Regions from separate parts of the Oryzias latipes genome. Here region 1 is linked to region 2. A link is a contact called in public Hi-C data. All regions are on one chromosome and are shown on one strand. Each heading gives the region's core, a stretch centred on a gene start, on an enhancer-like site or on the middle of the called end of the contact. The rest is flanking DNA. Distances are from core to core; before and after follow the strand shown.

Region 1 (5,573 bases), core at 1,833-4,332, 210 kb after region 2:
TAACCAAACATGTGTAGAAAGAAAATGTGACTAATAGAAGAATATTTATCCAAATAATGTCAAATCAGAAAATAAATTGAACTTGTGAATCAAAAATGGAATTCAGTGAAAAAATGAGCTTTCTCATTTTTTAGGAGTTTCACTTGTTCGAGGGTGTGCAGCAACACTGATGGTTTTTCTAGCACATGTATGTCTGCTGTGGACTGAGCCTATTTTCCACGTTTGGTTGCTTCCTGTGAACATGGAACACATGCAACTCTGTTTGTTTACATTACCGCAATGTCTCGAACCAAAAATCAGGTCAGGGCTGTTACTGACATTAAGGATGCCTGCTTTAAAAGTCTTACCTAATCCCCCGTCATTACTTAGAATGGGCCTCATGTCTCGCCTGAGGCCTGAAATAGCCAGGGACCTCAGACGCCCCATAAACCCCTCTAATTTTCAGTTTCATAAATAGCCGACTAGGACTTTTGGTCTTTAAGTAAAGATGTCTTGTGGTTGGGAGTCGCTGGTGCAAGTGCAGAGCTAATGAAACAATGTGTACCTGGAGACACACCTTAGCAGTCAGCTCAGTTTAATAGGACAGGTTGCTTAGGTGCCATGTGATTAACTCCGAGGCTAAAAGAAGAGACAACAGGTGACAGAGTTTATGTTTCGCAACTGCAGCAACAGGTTTAGACAAAGACCTAGAGAAACAACTATTTTTTTTTATCTTAAATGAAACCCATCAGATTAGGTTTGATTAATTATGCTGGAAGAAATGTGAGCCGTTTGTACCGTGAGCTTCACAGATCTTTGCTGTTAAAACAGCGAGATATCAGTTTTACAGGAACGCCATTGTGCTGGAAGACAGGTAAAGCTGGAAAAGAATCTCTGCAGATCCAGTGCAGAAGTTAGAGCCCAAACTATTGCATTCAAATCACACATCTTACCTTCTTTGTGATGCATAAATAAATAAATGACAGTTAAGGTTAAAACCCAGTCTTAGTAAAGTTACACCATCAGGACAAGCAATGTTGCCCTGCTGATCCCACTGCCCTCAGATGGCTATAATGAATAGAAACAAGATGAGGCTGGGAGCAAGGGCTGATAACATGGGCTGATGTCCAGGAGGTTAGGCTTTCAGCCAGACAGACAGCAGTAGTGGACTTGTGGTCATATGTGAACAGGGCAGTGAATACTTTACACTGTGGAAAGCTGACCTGCTCTCCCACAAGTGTCACCCCATTGATTCTCCTCAAACAGATAATGAGAAATGTGTAGTGCCCTCTCCATAAATCTGAAACACTGAATTGGGATGGAAATAACTAAACACAAGGAACTGAGGGGAATTCATGGACTATTTGTTGGGCTTTGTGCTGCTTGGATGAAGAAGGGCAGAACTAAAAGGGTTTTGGGTACACTTTCTGTCATCATTGACATAACAGGATTGACAGCTGTAATGAACGGAGACGCCATTCATGCCCAGCTGAGCTGAACCCCCTGGTAACATGTAAGGGCACACGTGGGGAAGGAATTATTTTGACTTTGTTAATAGCCATATGATATTAAAGGGATTAAGGCGTCAGAGCTCCCCACTCTGGCTTGTAGGGTTCAGTTTCTTACCTTCCAGCCAGCTGAACTGTTGCTGTCACCCTTATCCTTGAAATAGGGCACATAACGGACCATCCAGTCATATATCTGTGACAGCGTCAGCCTTTTTTCTGGAGTGCTCTCAATGGCGCGCGTAATGAGATCCGCGTAGGATTGGTTCCCCCACGCGTTCCGCCGCGAGGATTTGGCTTTGCGCAAGGATCCGGTCACGTCGAGCGCCGCGCCAGCCAGGCATGGGTGCGTCCCGCCTGTGGGTGCCGGTGCGCCGGCTGGATGCTTCAGTTCTCCGGGCGTTCCGCCAACGAGCCCGGCTCTGCACGCCGGCACGTCTTCCGGTTCCACCTTGATGTTGGCCAGCTGAAGTCCTCCGCTCACCTCGTGTCCAGTGGGGAAATCCTCCAGGCAAGGCAGCGGCCAGGTGCAGGAGCGAGGCCGGCTTTGCGGCTCAAAATCCGAGTCAACCTGATGAGCGTCTAATTCTTCGTCCTCCATCATCAACATTTAGTCGGAAATGGAATAAATCAAAAGGAAAGGCAAGAAGAGAAACTGCCTTCGTCTCCTCTTGTCGTAAAAAAATCCTTGAAATATGCCTTTTTAAGTCAGAATCTGTGCCGTTTCAAGGGAGTAAAACAATCATCATGAATCCAAGAAAATCACTGCCTTGCATGAAGAGATAGAAGTAATAAAAGTAATAACAAATTCTTGTCCATTTTTGACTACAGGTGAATTTCATAAAAAATAAAATCCGGTTTAATTAACAGTCCATATCACCTTTACGCACTAAATCTCAAACGTGTCTGAGTCAGTCATAGGAGGGGGGGGGGGGGTTCTATCCACTTGCAGCAACAGATGATATTTCAGATAAGGAGCCAAGCAGCCGTCGATAAATCCTCCACAGGACTACAAGAAGAATGAAGCAAAGAAGAAAGGAAAATCTGTAGAGCTGTGCAAAGAGCATCCACTGAGGCGATAATGCGTGATTACCGTGAATTATTAAATCTTCCAGTCTGCCTGGATTAGGCTGGCAGCGACACATTCAAGTCCATTCAGCCTGAACAGCACCCAACTGTCTGCAATTATCACGGAGAGGCGTGCGCTTGTGACGAATCGATCATTTCCCTGTCTGGATAGAAAAAATGATTAGAAAAAGAAAGAAAAAAAACGGCGTTCAAATGTCGTATCCAGTTGTCAGAAGGATTTTTTTTAAGTGTGCGTGTTCTCACGCGTCCTGTTGGTCCCTCCTGTCACCTCCTCGCCTTTCTCACTCTCTCAGATGCCGCACATGCTGTCATTTGCCTACAACTCGCTCTTTTCGATGGGAGCCGAGGATGACGCGCCGGCGCTGTATAGTAGAGATGCTGCCAATTGGAGCGCGCGCACGAAATCAATACTCTCCGAACATGATTACAACGAAATCCCGGACTGTCTCCCTCCCTCTCCCCCTCTCTCTCCCTATTTATACGTGCGTCTCTCTACCTCTCCCCCTCTTTTTTGCGCCGTCTATACGAACAAAGGTGTCATATAAACCCCCCAAATCTTAATCAGAACTCGGTGTTTTTGTGTTTTTATTATGCAAAGCGGAGCACATGCAGGTTCTTTGTGTGCCAAGCTTCACGTGATATGACGCTAATAAATAAATAAATAAGATCCCGCACCATCTCCAAACGCAAAAAAGGCGCGTAACAATTTGTCCCGCGTGTACTGCGCGTGCAAACTGCCCTCCAGGGAGAAGTTCCGGCACCCAGACAGTTTCACCTCCTCTTATTATTTGCGGGTAATACCTTAGTGAGTGTAATTTACTGTACCGATTAGACAGATTTAGATCAGATTAGATCAACGGAGATTAGGTAAACCAAGATTTTAATCTGAGAGGAGTGGGTTGAAGTGGGGCTTTTCGGAGGATAGAGGACGCGTAATCATCCCTGCTCTTCCACAAAGTAGTGAGAGAGAAAGGGAGGTGGGGGGTGGGTGAAAAAAAGACTAGCATATCATCTGAAATCGTGTTTGTTGCAGCCGGTAGACTCCTTGTGCATTCATGGGTTTGAGTTTGTGGTCAAACGCTTGTGCGTAAATCTGCTGCTGCATGGGTCTGTTCAGGAAAGAGGGGGAGATTCCGACCTTTTACGAAAATCTGACAGGTGGGCGGGCAGAATGTCACATTGGATTTTGCCCAATTGCTTGTGTATTTCCAGTGCGAGCCTTTTTTGGACCTTTTAATGTAAAATGTGTACACTCACCCTTATCTAATATTTTCAACAATTAAATATTTTATATTTTTAAAAGATTTTCTTAAGTTGGTCTGAAATCTGCAAAACATTCCCCTGAACATTGTGTTGTTTTTATAACAAGTTCTTGTGGAATTTTTGTAATTATGGAGGACATGTAAAAAAATTAAGCTTAAAATAGCATTTCTGAGTATTTCTGTATTCAAATCATTGTGAATCAGGAGCAGAACGAAAAATGCCATTTATGAAAAAAAAAAACTGCAATCAGAAAGCCACAAGCTGCTCCACTCCATTCTGGTGCATCCAGACAAATCGATCCATGTACATCTTGGTTTCCTCGTCTGAGTTGGCATCTGGCTCAAACCTGTACGGATGGATAGCTCCAATGTTGCTTGCCATTTTTGTTGCATCACTGATATTAAGTTGGGGCTGGTATGGGCTGTAAGCTAGTGGAAGAGCATGTAAACAAAAGTATGATTGGAAATGAGGGTAGGTTTACTCCGTGCCAACAGTCCAGCCTGCACTCAGAGATGAATTTCTAATGAACAAATGTCCCTGAGCAGAAACTATGTCCTACAAAATGACTTCTTTTTTTTCTTTTTTTTTTGGCTGAAAACAGCACAATCCTCATTAAAAGACCACTGGTAACACTTTTAAAATAGATCTAAAATAGATCATTGAAGTGGGACTTAAAGTATTCCAACAATTTTCTCGGTTTGACTTGTGAGTTCCCATCATAATATTCAACAGCTGAATAATGAGTTGCTCCTCACCACCCTCAAGCAAGCGCAAAAGGCACTTCCTGAGAATGCAAGGAGGTAAACGGGCAGAGAACAGCACCCTTTCCACGCATACAAGTGTGCATGCCTGAAAGCTTTCAAATTGCATAAGACCACCACGCTGCAAACTCCGACATGAACCATGTTGAGAAACTCCTCCAAAACCATACAGTTTTAGGGAGGATGCGTCATCCTGTGTGTCACAGAAGAATTTCATGCTGTGTCCCACCCAAATCACAAGATTAAAATGCAAACTAGCTATTAGTTTACTTATTTAAATACAACTAAATAATATTGTTCATTATAGACATGATTACGGGGAAATCATTTGCTATATTTCAATCACAGCCACCCTAGATTAAAAATCAAAACAAGCCCGGAGGCAGATACGCCTTTTCCAGCTTCTAGACTTTTACACAAGGTTTTGCTTGAGATGCCTCACAAGCAACACTTATGAAAGCCATAATTTTGGTGACACTTCAGATTACACAATGCGCCTTGATTACACAGGAAGTGAAAGAAAACCAAATGACTATCAAGCAGGCAAACAGGCAGACCCAGAGTCTCACAGCAGGACTGAATGTCAAGAGAAACAAAACTGCTGGGATTGGAGAGGAACCAGACAGAGGGGAGGAAGGGTGAGGCGCTCGGTCCCCTCTGGGCTGACTCTGACGTTGTCCCCCATACCAGACATTCCACAGGCAGCGTAGCTGGCTTCAAGCTCTGAGTGGCTGACCCTGGAACAGCATGTTGTGCATAGCAATGATCATCTCTGTGAGCCACAAGGGAGGCAGATCACCACATGAACAAGTCACAGCTTTGCATTTCGTCAAGTTGGAGGGTGTCAAATTGTGTTGGAATCTTGTTCAAAGAACAGGGGCTTTTTTTTTGTAAGGCCCATCCTGATTCCTTTGGTCACAAACTTAATATTCTTTCAAATGTGTCTCTGTGAGCCATTGTCTTCTAAAGTATCCTG
Region 2 (5,607 bases), core at 1,116-3,615:
TTTTGTCCTCTCTCTCCATACAGCTGCACTGCGTGAGTTTGATTCGTTTAGATGAAGCAGATTAGCAAAGAATCTTTGTCTTTAAGACACTGATAATGACCGCGTTTAATCGAGACACAGTCAACAAACACAGTTCTGTCAGCAGATACTGGCTGCCGTCTCGAGCGGAAGGTCCTCCCGTGGATGTAAACAAGCTGCTCCATAACAATACTTCATAACTAAAAACAAACTTAGCCGAGCTTTCAGCTGACTCCATGGAAAATGGAGCTGAGGTAAACAGTTTGCAGTCTGCCACAGTTCATTCAACCGGACAACTGAAATAATGAACGGAGTGGCAGAATTAAACATTAGGTGTCATTTAATATGCAGACTGTCAGCAAACTGCAAAGGCTGCATTTATGAACCATTGATCTTCAGAGGGTGAGTATAGAGTTGAAGCTGCAGGCAAACTGATGAAGAGAAAAGAGGAATGCAACAAACAGGAGTTTATGGAGGCACACCTAAGGTCGTAGATGGGGTTACCATGTCAAAAGGTGTTTCTGTGATCCGTTTAAATGTCTTTGTAAAGGACAACGTTTGGGAATTTCCAAGGCAGACACCTTGGTAGAGGGGCTCACCTGAACCTCTCCTGCCCAGCTGTGTCCCAAAACTGCAGTTTGACACGGACCCCCGGCTCCACCTCCAGGAAGCTGACATAGAAGTCCACACCTACAGTTTGGTTGATGGACTCCAGGAACAAGTCCTCAGTGTAGCGCTTCAGCAGAGAGGACTTCCCTACGGTGGAGTCCCCCAGCATGATGATCCTGAACTGGTACTGCCACAAAGTCAGGTCCATTGTCGCTGGGGGCGCAAAAAATAAAAAAAAAAACGAGATAAAAACAAGGAACTTTAGGATATAGAAGCACAAGGAGAAGAAAATATGAGGAAGATTGGAAAAGATCAAAGATAAGATTGTTGGAACAGGAAAACCAAAAGGAGATGGACCCTGTAAATAATCCGCTTCCCCATCCGCCGACTCCTTACCTCTGATGCTGCAGATATTGTGAAACAATTTAACAGCCACTCCCCGTTAATCTTCCAGTGGTAGTCTGTGGTCAGAGTCATGTCAGAGAGCTACGGGTTTGACCCAGAAGAGCATGTTTCTCAGTTTCATCTGGTATGACTTATCAATTCCTTCTCACAAGCAGGTGTGTGGAAAAATGTGTCCCAGACTAGATTCCAGCTTCCCCACAGGTCCGAGCAGCTGATCATAACTGCTACTGTAAGCATGTGTGGGAGTGCTGCTGTGCAGGGGCGTGGACTTGCTAATGTTTGCCTGTGGAGACTTGACAAAAGGAGGGGCCAGGACACAAGGGACAAAGGGAGGGCTGTTGTGGAAAAGGAGGGACTGATGTGGGAGGGACGCTCATCAGGAAGTGGTTGCAACACATAAAATATCAAGGCAAAAGTAGTTTCCTGCTGTCACATGTATTCTGAAAATTCTAGCTAAACTTAGAAATGAGGCCTGTCATAACTTTATGACTATCTCTGGAGGGGACATTGTTGCCCACAAGGGGAAGTTGATAAGAAATTCTCCTTGAATTCCCTGGGAAATACTCCGGATGTAAACACACAAGTCTGCTATGGGAGGCTTCGTTTGTGTATTCTTGTGTATTTTTAGAAATGAAACAGATCTTTAGACAATATTGTTGCAGGAAAATTTCAAATATTACCACTACCATGGTCAAATCTCCTCAAGTGAATCTTTCATCCAGCTTCTAGGATAATAAAGAAATCCTCTTTTATTGCTTTTGTGGAATTATGAAAGTAGACAGAAATATAATGCTGTTTGGATATTTGATAGCTTTTAAACTTTAGGGATAACTGTTTCCCTTTTGCAATATTAGTTTGCAGACGCCAAACTGTTTGCCTATCTGCCCCAGTTGTTGACTCAATGGTCATTTCAAGTTGGCTGGATTGTCAGATGACTTTGCATCACCAGTTTTCTCAGGAGGTTGACAATATCTAATGTCAAAGGATTATGAATAACATTTGCTGGTACGAAGCAGAGGTCACAAGGTTGGCTGTGTCCCAATCCGGTGTTATAGGGAACAAATTGAGGGAATTCTAAGGACCTTTATGAAGACAGAAGTGATTTCATGAAAAATGCTCCATTAGCGTGACAGTAACACAGATCAGTCATCATAACAGAAATTAAAGCTCACTCAAAGCGCTGTTACACTCGTGTTGAAATATTTTAACTTGTGTTTTCTTAAAGTCCCTCACCAACCATCTTTTCATTTATTGTACAAGCGTTCAAAGTGGACTTTAAATTATGATTATGCTGTTTTTAGCCAAAATCTAAAAATCTATCGTTTTCTGCAGTACGGTAGTTGGTTAGAAATTCGCCGCCAAGTTGCGGGCAACCCCGCCCGCCCCCCCTTTCCCATCATCTATAATGGAGAGCTCTCTGTTTATGCACTCTCCCTCAACCTTGCAGCCCCTAACACCCCCAACCTAACTATACTGGTGCAACCAAAATGGCGAGCAACATTGGAGCTATCTAGCGGTACAGTTTTGAGCCAGATTCCAGCTCAGACGAGGAAAACAGAGACATACATGGGTCTATTTGTCTGGAAGTGGATGCATCAGAATTGAAGGGGGGGGGGTTCTACATAACAAATATAATCTTTTTCCAGTGGCATTCTTTTGTCTGCTCCTGATTCACAATTTGAATAAAGAAATACTCAGAAATGCAACTTTGGGCTTGATTTTCTTTATACATGGCCTCCATCATATGAAAAATGCTACAAAATACTGTTAAAGACACACTTTTCATCAGAGTTGGTCTTTCATGATGCATTCATTATTCATGCCTTTTTCCAAAAAATGCCCATTTCAACAGTTAGTGTAATCTTTTTATTAGGTTTGTGAAAGCCTAATGTTTTAGTATAAAAAGGTAAAAACACAATTTACAATTTCCTTTCAAAACAATCTAGTAGAAATGTTACTATAAGTTGAAGAACGTTTAACTTTAACTAAAAAAAGTGACACCGTTACAAAGAGGAATACTTTAACTCAAATACGTCCATGTCAGGAGAGCTGCTGCTGCTGCTGCGATCGCTGTAAGTGTCCCTGAAATTGGAAATAAATAGATCAAAATGAGAACTTCACTGTAATCTAAAGCAAAATAACTCAGGCACACCAGTTTGCCCTCAGTGGATCTCAAAAACGGTTTTTGTTCATTCAGCTGAAGACCATCATTTGAGTTTAAGGTTGAAGGCTTTTGTTGTCAGTGCCTGTTTACTGCACCGCTGTGTGTAAAAATGCACCCCAGTCTGACATCCTGTCATCTGTTAGGCCTCTGCTTAGATATAAATACTTTGGAGACAAGTGATAATAGCACACATAGCAACCTCAAATAACCTATATTTTAGTTCAAATTAAACAATAATGTTAACCACTTTGTTGGCAGCTGGAAATTGCATTAGCAGTTTCAAATTTAAGCAACTGTTCGATTTCAACAGACTGCTCTTTTCCAATTATTGTTGTCTATAGAAGTGCTATAGAAGTGCTTTGGATTTGTCCCCCATGACTGAGTAAATGACAGAACTGTCTGTTAGATTTCATGCTCTCATGTTTACTTTGCTCTAATCTCCTTGGATGGAATAGTTGACTTTTTGGGATGCCTATTCATTTGTACTCGAGCACAAATCTGAACCTTTTCCACTTTTCCTCCTTAAGTGTGCATCAATACATTTATTTGTGGTTGATAGCTGACTGATCCAGATGTTTACCTTGGAGAAAGGCGACAACCTTTAGCCAAGTAGCTCTGGAGTTTCCCTGCAGCAGCCAGAAGAAGACCAAAGTACGGAGGAGAAGGCTTTATGGGCCTGGAGGTGAACTCTGGGTGATACTGAACTCCCACAAAGTAACAGTGATCTGAAACAAACACATCATCCGTTTCCTTTAAAGCCACACGCTTTCAGATTTGTGTGCTGGTTTTAGGAGGCCGCTCACCTTTCAGCTCTATGATCTCCATTCTCTCCCCTTCGATGTCTTGACCAACAAACTGGAGTCCTTTTCTCTCAAAGTGATGCTTCAGCTCAGGATTCACCTAAAATGAGATTCAAAATCCAATGAAATCACTTTTACGGCTTCAGCGGTCATTACCACACATATCAGATCACATTTAGCATTATAAACCTGTGATCTTCATTCTTTAAGATCCTAACTATAAAGGCTTTAAGTTGTTTCATAGCCATACATTTACTTTCACTTTTTTAAACCGCCTCCTTTTATTTTTTACTAACAAATCACCAGACAATCTTGCTTCGAGTAGAATGTTTTATATCTTCCAGTTATCCAGAAATTTAAGTCCAGGGATTTTTGCAACATAACAGCCATACTTCTTTTCCTATAAGTGCAGTTTTATTGGAGCACCTCTGCAACAAGCAGGGCTGCGTGTCACTGCCAAAATAATTCCCTCGATTACTGAACATTTCTGGTTTGTGAGATGAAAAGCGGTTTGATTTTCAAATTCTACATTCTAAACTGACCTTTTTTCAGCTATGAAAAACACTTTTCACATAACGTGACAAAAACAGCACAAAGGTGGAATTTTTGAATCATTTATTTTACAATAAAAACTAATCAAAAGCAATTTTCTGCCTTAAAAAGTGCAACTTAAATTATTTTAAGGGAAACTGATGTATGGATTTGATAAAGTGATAGCCTTTTCTAAGTTCATTAAGTAATTAAGATTTTTAAACCCAATCCTTGTAACATTATGTTCATAATATAAAAAACATTTTTCTACAATAATACATAAAACATGTTGTACAACCAGATTAAAAAATACCTCAAATCTGTGTCTGTGCCTTTCTTCAACATATTCAACATCTCCATAGAGCTTCCCTGCAACAACAAGTTAGCCAGAACAGAGACTTAAATGAAGGTAAAAAAAAACAAAAAACCAGCAGCACTCCTTCCTAAATTCGGATACACACTCAGTACGCTGCTGCTGGATTTGAAAATGGTCCGCCTTTTTCCCAATCTCATAGTCCCACCCATCTGCCCAGGGTTGTGCTCTGGCATGTCAATCACCTGTTTAAAAAAATGAAAGTCATGCTTCTCTACTAATGTAAAACAATAAGAGCATGGGAACGAAAAATGAAACTTACCACGGGGTGTTCAGTTTCTGGGTTGAATTCTGTGGAGTTTGCATCTGCAAAAGAAAAGCGAATACTTGTCTCATCTTAAATAGAAATGGCCTGGGACTGTGTTTTTTTTCTCATGCAGAAGCTCCGTTGGAAAAGCACAATTACCCTTCCATTCCAGAACGTTGCGGGCAAACTCGCACACCGCCAGCTGCATGCCCAAACATACCCCTGCACACAACAAGAGCAGCGCTTATGAAAAGATACGACACAAAGCACTTTCAGGACTACGGACTAACAGAACGGTGTTTGTATGGATACCGTCAAAAAAACAACTTTTTCCTCGTATCAGATGGATGCCGTTAGGAGTAACAAGCAATCCTCTTCCCTGATTACAGAAGAATTTCAATAGAAAAACACTTTTCACAAGAGATTCATGTCTAAATGAAGAATAAACAAAAACTATTCA

The links. A called contact is a pair of places that touch in the nucleus more often than the background predicts.
Region 1: a contact with region 2 is called in a Hi-C map of embryo, with 2.7 times the contacts expected there. The contact joins the promoter of LOC101169064 here to the promoter of rab42 in region 2. A contact is called at or near these places in 4 of 5 Hi-C or Micro-C datasets (embryo, fibroblasts and gastrula embryo).

The regions. Positions count from the first base shown.
Region 1 is chr16:22,756,952-22,762,524 of ASM223467v1, forward strand. It overlaps LOC101169064 (forkhead box protein O6), which reads right to left and starts at 3,083. Exons shown (of 4, transcript XM_023964250.1): 1 at 2,817-3,083; 2 at 1,606-2,716. The coding sequence starts at 2,094.
Region 2 is chr16:22,548,288-22,553,894 of ASM223467v1, forward strand. It overlaps rab42 (ras-related protein Rab-42), which reads right to left and starts at 2,366. Exons shown (of 3, transcript XM_004078281.4): 1 at 1,024-2,366; 2 at 618-840. The coding sequence starts at 835. It overlaps LOC101165095 (CTP synthase 1), which reads right to left. Exons shown (of 18, transcript XM_004078267.4): 12 at 5,307-5,369; 13 at 5,163-5,206; 14 at 4,989-5,085; 15 at 4,841-4,896; 16 at 4,000-4,096; 17 at 3,777-3,921; 18 at 2,880-3,114. The coding sequence ends at 3,036.